Linked DNA regions of Pan troglodytes: region 2 is linked to region 1. The links are chromatin contacts, called in public Hi-C maps. All regions are on one chromosome and are shown on one strand. Each heading gives the region's core, a stretch centred on a gene start, on an enhancer-like site or on the middle of the called end of the contact. The rest is flanking DNA. Distances are from core to core; before and after follow the strand shown.

What was found. Hi-C and Micro-C count contacts between places; a contact is called where the count stands out from the background.
Region 2: a Hi-C map of stem cell-derived neural progenitor cells shows a contact between it and region 1, with 2.3 times the contacts expected there. The contact joins the promoter of RPRD2 here to the enhancer-like site in region 1. A contact is called at or near these places in 1 of 7 Hi-C or Micro-C datasets (stem cell-derived neural progenitor cells) and 1 of 1 datasets of contacts at active chromatin or transcription factors (stem cell-derived excitatory neurons).

Annotation. Positions count from the first base shown.
Region 1 is chr1:98,658,594-98,661,959 of NHGRI_mPanTro3-v2.0_pri, reverse strand. ADAMTSL4 (ADAMTS like 4) reads left to right here. Exons shown (of 19, transcript XM_009430718.5): 18 at 1-563. Among named protein-coding and RNA genes, the nearest start is that of ADAMTSL4, 13 kb to the left of the region's middle. Within about 2 kb of position 1,784, at least 18 of the 24 cell types and tissues checked have an H3K27ac peak or open chromatin away from gene starts, as enhancers often do. A contact at or near this core is called in stem cell-derived excitatory neurons and stem cell-derived neural progenitor cells, where this site is marked.
Region 2 is chr1:98,856,484-98,860,211 of NHGRI_mPanTro3-v2.0_pri, reverse strand. It overlaps RPRD2 (regulation of nuclear pre-mRNA domain containing 2), which reads left to right and starts at 2,162. Exons shown (of 9, transcript XM_054670502.2): 1 at 2,162-3,383. The coding sequence starts at 3,179.

The DNA.
Region 1 (3,366 bases), core at 535-3,034:
TGCATGGATATGTGTGTGCTCAAACGTGTATCACTTTTCAAAAAGAGGTTACACAGACTGAGAAGGACACGACCTGTTTCCCTGAGACTTTCCTAGGTGGAGAGGAAAGCAAGTCTGCAGTTCCTTGCTAATCTGAGCTACTTAGAGTGTGGTCTCCCCACCAACTCCAGTTTTGTGCCCTAAGCCTCATTTCTCATGTTCAGACCTCACATCTTCTAAGCTGCCCTGTGTCTCTGACCCCTTCTCATTTGCCTAGTATCTCTGCCCCTGCCTCCCTAATTAGCTAGGGCTGGGGTCAGCCACTGCCAATCCTGCCTTACCCAGGAAGGCAGGAGGAAAGAGACTGCCTCTCCAGAGCAAGGCCCAGCTGGGCAGAGGGTGAAAAAGAGAAATGTGAGCATGCGCTCCCCCCCCAACCCCGCCCAGCCCCTAGCCCCACTCCCTGCCTCCTGATATGGTTCCCACCCAGAACTAATTTATTTTTTATTAAAGATGGTCATGACAAATGAGAAATGAGCTCTTCCTTGTCGGCTACGGACCCCTCAGCAGTGTGAAGGCAGAAGGTAGGGTGGGCAGGGGAACAGCATTAGAGCCCAGGAGAGTTTGGGTCAGAGAATCCCCGCCAGCCCCAGGCCCTGCAGGCTGGTCATGGGCCACTAGAGGTCACCAGTTCTCCCATTTTAGGTGTGGGGCGCTGGGTTCCAGAGCTGAAGGAAGGGCTGCGCGGCCGCGGTGCGCTTTTTGGTGGGTCGAGTCTCTCTGGGAAGTCTCCGGGTATCTGCGCCTTTCCGCTGGGGCCTGAGCGAAGGGCAGTTGGCTTGTCGAAGCTCTTTTTTCCTGTTCCCTTTCTCTAGCCCTGCCTTCTGTCTCTCTTTCTGCCGTACGCATTTCCCTACGCTCTGGGGCTTCTCCTGGGGTGGGGAAAGGGAAGGGATTCCTGCCCCGAGCCCTTCCCCTGGAGGAGGAGGAGCCCGGCCCGGCTCCGGGGCCCTGGGCGGGGCTGAGGGAGGAGCGGGGCAGCACTGGATGTCCTGCCAAAGCCACATTCCTTAGAGATGGCTCAGCCTGGCCTCCTTCCTCCTCCTACTCGCTTCTCTCAAGGTAGAGAACTTGCTAGAGGCGGCCTGAGAGGGGCAGGGCTTTGCCATCACATCCTCTCCCAGACCCCTGCCATTCGGAGACTGAGGCCGAGTCTCTCCTGGAAGCCGGGCTGCCCAGGAGGGGCGGTGCCGCAGGAGCGCCCCCGCTCGCGACTCCACAAGCCCAGCTGAGCACGGCCGGGAATACGGGGCCTGCGGAAACAGTGAACTCAGTGGCTGCTGTTTTCTGAGCACCTGAACCCTGTGGGGGACGACAGAGTTGCCCGAGGCGGCAGGATGTCCCCACACTCGCGGTCCCCCGCACATCTTCCTGTTGCTTTGGGACTCGGGCTTTCTCTGGGTTGAAAGTGGCCGAGAAGGAAGAATTTGGACATCTTAAGAGGAGAGCGAGTGGGGAAGGAGGCAAAAGGGAATGGAGAAGGAAGATAAAACTGACGTCAGCCCAGGGCAGGGAGCGAGGAAAGGGGGCCACAAGGAAAGCCCAGTTCCAACGTCTCTGCTGAGCCTAAAGAGGCCTCAGCAGGGAATCACAGATGTGGGGGGCCAGGGAAACGGGATCCGAGCCCGCCCAGTCGGTATAGAAGGCCGAAGGCAGAGTCCTGAGACCCAGGGAGGGGTGGGGTGGAGGCTGGGGCCCTCCCAGCGATTCCTGGAAGCCCAGAGCTGGGCGGTGCCGGCTCAGCTGACTTCCCCGAAGCTCCCCTCCCTCTGCTCAGGGCTGTTGCTGGGCAGGTTTGGCGTTTGCCCTGAGCCTGAGAACCAATCGCAGGTGGAGGTGCGGTCGCAGCCCCTCGCAGGGCTCCCCGGCTTCAGCACCCCATTTCTCTTTCTGCCCGCCCATGAGCTCCCTCTCGGCCTCCAGCCTCTGACCTCTCAGGAGGTGGGCTCTCATCTGGGGGTCTGCTCCCTTTCCCCTCTTATTTTAGAGCTAGGACTCAGTGCAGCCCCTAAGGATTCCTTCCTCTGGTCACTGAGGTCATTATGGGGTCAATGTGGAAGTTCTCAGGAAAGGGAACCCGACCCCAAGCAATCCCTTTTCTTGGCCCCGTAGAGGGGAGTAGTGTGGCCAGACACCTGTTCGCTGACCTCTGAAACCCTCTGGAGGGACTTGGGAGAGCAGAAGCTGCAGCCTGAGGGCAGAGGAATGTGGGGAGGGCCCCTGGGTTTGGTGCAGTAGTGGGAATTTAGGGAAGGACTCAGAGGAACTGGACCCCTGAGAATTGAGATGAGGGTGGGGTGGTGATAAGAACAAACTTGATATGCACAAGAGAGATCAAGCATGCAAAAGGCCTGCAAATTGTTGAGGATGCCTCCTTTCTGAGGGTGTGCTGGGGGAGGGGGTTGTGGTTTGAGTATCAGTGACACTAGGGGTGATCTGTGCTCTCACAAGTTCAGCTGGGTCAGGATTCCTCTCCCCTCCCCCTCCCAGCTTCCCCAGGGTAAATACCCACCCAATTTAAGTTGCAGCTTTTGGACTAAATTTAGCTCCTGGACTTCCCCAACCCCCAGGCCTCCCTGTAAGCAGGTGCTCACAGCTGCAGCGTGGGTCTGGTGGAGAGTTTGAACCTTCTCCTCACCTCCACTCATCCAGATTCCACCTTTCTGGTAACTAGGAGTGAAGCAGAGCACAGGAATCCAGTGGCTGGCCCAGGGCATAAGTGTCTCAGCCTTAAGCCACCTTCTCCCAGGAAACCTGTAAGAAAAGAGCTCTGGTGGAAGACTCTAGATGGACATGGAGGGTGGGGGGGTGTAGAGAGAACAAGATGCCAGGAGAGCCTCCCTCCAGATTCTCTCCAGCCAGACCCTCTCTCATTCCTTGCTCTCCCCTTGTCCCCAGGTTTACAAATAGAGACTTCATGTTAGCATCTTCCCCACCAGAGTAAACTGACCCAGGAAGCCCTCTCCTCTCTTTGAACCATGGAGAATCATGCTACCGTAGAAATTATGGTTTGGGGAGGTGTGTGTTTCAAGTAGAGGTGGTTTGCCACAGGTAGGTGATGAAGAGCTGTCAGCTTTAAAGGGCAGAGACACCGTCTAAAGGAAGTAGAAAGCCTCAGGAAAGTACCTAAGTCTAAGTCTGTCAACAAGAGACAGAAAAAGTTTGGGTTAACCTCAAAGTAGCCAGCATAAACCCTGAATCTGACTTTTGGGCTTCCTGACCTAGGAGACTGGGAAAACTCAAGAAGAGGGTGTTTCAAGGCTGAGTCTGAAGGAAGAAAGGATTTGAGGGAGGAATGTATAAGATTAGTCCAAAACAAGGTATGCA
Region 2 (3,728 bases), core at 913-3,412, 200 kb before region 1:
CCGTGTTTACCCAAGGAGTTGAAAATATATTCACCTCAAAAGCTGTACAGAGATGTTTGTAACAGCTTTATTCATACTTGCAAAAATGTGGAAGCAACCAAGATGTCCTTCAGGTGAATGGATAAATAAAACTGGCACATCTGGACAGTGAAATATTATTCAGCACTAAAATGAAATGAGCTATCAAGCCATGAAAAGACATGGAAGAAACTGAAATGCATTTTTTTTTTTTTTTTTTTTTGAGGTGGAATCTCATTCTGTTGCCCAGGCTGGAGTGCAGTGGCCTGATCTTGGCTCACTGCAACCTCCGCCTCCCAGGTTCAAGTGATTCTCCTGCCTCACCCTCCGGAGTAGCTGGGACTACAGGCGTGCGCCACCATGCACGGCTAATTTTTGTATTTTTAGTAGAGACGGGGGTTTCACTATGTTGGCCAGGCTGGTCTCGAACTCCTGACCTCGTGATCCACCCACCTCGGCCTCCCAAAGTGCTGGGATTACAGGCATGAGCCACCGTGCCCCGCCTGAAATGCATATTATTAAGTGAAAAAAGCCAGTCTGAAAAGGCTACATACTGAATGATTTCACCTATATGACATTCGGGAAAAGGCAAAACTATGAAGACAGTAAAAAGATTAGTAGTCGCCAGGGGAATAAGGGGGAGGGAAGGATGAATAGGTGGAACACAGAGGTTTTTAGAGCAGTGATACTGCTCTGTATGATACTGTAATGGTGGATACATGCACATTTGTCCAAACTCAAGGTATAACACCAAGAGCGAACCCTAATGTAAACTATGGGCTTTGGGTGATAATGTGTCAGTGTAGGTTTGTCAGTTGTAACAGATGTATCGTTCTGGTGCGTGACATTGATAATGGGGGAGGGTATTCATGTGTGGGGGCAGGTGGTATATGGAATTCCTTGTGCTTTCCACACAATTGCCGTGAATCTAAAACTGCTCAAAAATAGTCTATAAAAAAGTGGGTCTTTGGCTAGAGTTACAGAAAAAAAAAAAATGTGGGGTCACGACCAGGCATGGTGGCTTGAGCTTATAATCCCAGCACTTCGGGAGGCTGAAAGCAGGAGGACTGCTTGAGGCTAGGAGTTTGAGACCAGCCTGGGCAACATAGGGAGACTCCCCCTCTCAAAAAAATGTTGTTGTTGTTTTGTTTTGTTTTGTTTTTTTAGCTAGGTGTGGTGGTGCAGGCCTGTAGTCCCAGCTACTTGAGCTGCTGAGGCAGGAGGACCACTTGAGTCTGGGGGATTGAGGCTGCTGTGCGATATGATAGTGCCACTGCACTCTAGCCTTGGCAGGGACAGAGCGAGACTGTGTTTTAGAGCCTTTGCACTTGCTGTTCCTAATGCCAGCATGTTCCGCTCCCCGTCTCGCATTATCTGCTTGGTTGCTTTTTTCTCAGTGTTCAGATCGAGTTATTTCTTTCGAGAAGACTTCCTGGTTCACCATACCACCATTCTTATACTGGCGCGTGCGTGCCGTGCACACGTACACACACGCGCGCGCACACACACACCCCTTTCTCCCTTACCCTGCTTCACCTTTTTACAGAATTTAATACTGTCTGAAATGTACTTGTTGGTGGTGTCCTGCCACTAAATCCCGGAGGGAACGGATTTTTGTCTGTTTTGCTCCCCATGATCTAAAACAGTACTTGGCACAAGAGGTTCAACAACTCGTTGAATTAATGAATAGTGGACATGAACTTGACAAAACAGGTTCCCTGCCTCAAGAGGCATGGCCGCAGTGAGGAGACGTTAAAAGAATTAAAATAAAACTGTATATGTTTAGTGGGAACACAGGAGCCTTTAAATTAGCTCAGAGGATTTACATAGATACCTGCGATAAAATGGTTCCTATAAGGTTCATATAATAGTTATGTAAGACTCTTGAAAACTGTAATGTATTATGCAATTTTAAGATTGTATCATAGCTGGCGAAAATGAGGTCACATCTTGCCATTCTTTTTTCGCCTCGAAAAATTTTATGAGGAAAATTTCCTTTAACTTCCTCATTTATTTCCTTTCCCTGTAACCTAAACGGTCAAGCGGCTGTGAATGTTATCTTCCATGGGCAGCAAGAAATACGGTTTGGTGTCGGAGTCTGCGTAGTGAATGGCTCACTGGATCTGGCGCATGCGCATCTTTTGTGGTGCTGCAAGATGGCTGCCAGCCATTTTGTCGCGCGTTGCTGCTCCGAGGAGTTGGGGGCGATGGCTGCAGCCCCTGAAGACTAACAGTGGTCTCAGTGGTGGGAATTTTCTGTCTCTGTTGTGTGAGCTGAACACACCCAAGAGCGCGGCCAAAAGCAGCAAAGGGCGGGGCAGGGGAACCCCCCCATCCGGCTAACCTTAGTTATACCAACTCCCTCACCCATCCCTCCCAGTTTTTCCTTCCATCCCGTTACACGCTGATCTTCTGCGCAGGCGCAAAAATAATCGTAGCTCCTCCTGGGCCCTGGGGGCTTCAGAGCTCCTGCGCGCGCTTGTGGTTCTCCACTCCTGATTGGTCAGGTTGCCCCGCCATCACGCCTCCCTCTGCTTTCAAGGTTGAGAAGGAAGCAGGGGTAGGGGGGGTGGGGCCAAGTGGCGCGTGCGCGATACTGTTGCTGCCCCTTTGCTGCTATTGCGTTGCAAAAAAAATCCTGACTAGGTAGCCTTGGACCTTTTCTGTGCTAGCGAGTCTAAAGGAAAGAAAGATTTCTGCAACTGAAGGGGCAGTCGGGTAGTATTACATTTAAGATATTAACGCCCGACCTGGCTCACAGGAGTGTGGGAACAGGGGCGGGGAAGGGCCTTAGCATTGAGAGCCGAAAAGTATAAAACGATTAGTTTCGGCGTCAGGCGTTTTGAAAGGCTTTGCAGGTCCTGTTTTCTGCGTAATTTTTCCGTGATTACTGACTGGTTTAAACACGACCCCTTGAACAATATTGATAAAACCTCCGAGACCCGCAGCCCCTCCTTGCAGCGTGTAGGAGCTGCCAGCGTGCCCAGCAGCTGGTGTTCCCGTCCGTACCTCCAGAAGAGCCCAGCGCGTGCACCATCCCCACCCCCTAGCCTCCCTCCCCACCTACGGCTTTCACGCACTCGCAGTGATTGTTTTGCCCGCTCCCGCCGCCGCCGCCGCCGCCGCCAGAGGAGCAGCAGCGCTTGTGCAAACCGGGAAGATGGCGGCCGGCGGCGGCGGAGGCAGCAGTAAGGCCTCCTCCTCGTCGGCCTCTTCGGCAGGGGCTCTGGAGTCCTCGTTGGATCGAAAATTCCAGTCGGTAACCAACACCATGGAGTCCATTCAAGGCTTGTCGTCTTGGTGTATAGAGAACAAAAAACACCACAGTACTATCGTCTATCATTGGATGAAGTGGCTCCGGAGATGTGAGTGTTGGGGGTGACTAGGGAAGGGAAGACTGGGGAAATGGAAGTGTGGCCTGAAACGCTTGGGGTTTTCCCACGGAGCCGCAGCATTTGGTTGGGGTTGTTCACATTAAAGGTTCGACCCCAGTGGTCCCAAACCCAGACTCCATTCCTAGCCAGGATTGTCCTGAATTGCAGGAGACTCATTTCTTGGGTTTTTTAGCCATTGAATTGTTGTGACCTTGGGCCGTTGGGCCCAGATCCATGGAGATTTACGTATATTGTTTTTAATATTTCAGAGCCTTGTAAGGTGTATTGATTTTTCCGAACCTTCGCGGAAATTGTAGCGTCTGTTTATTTCTTACA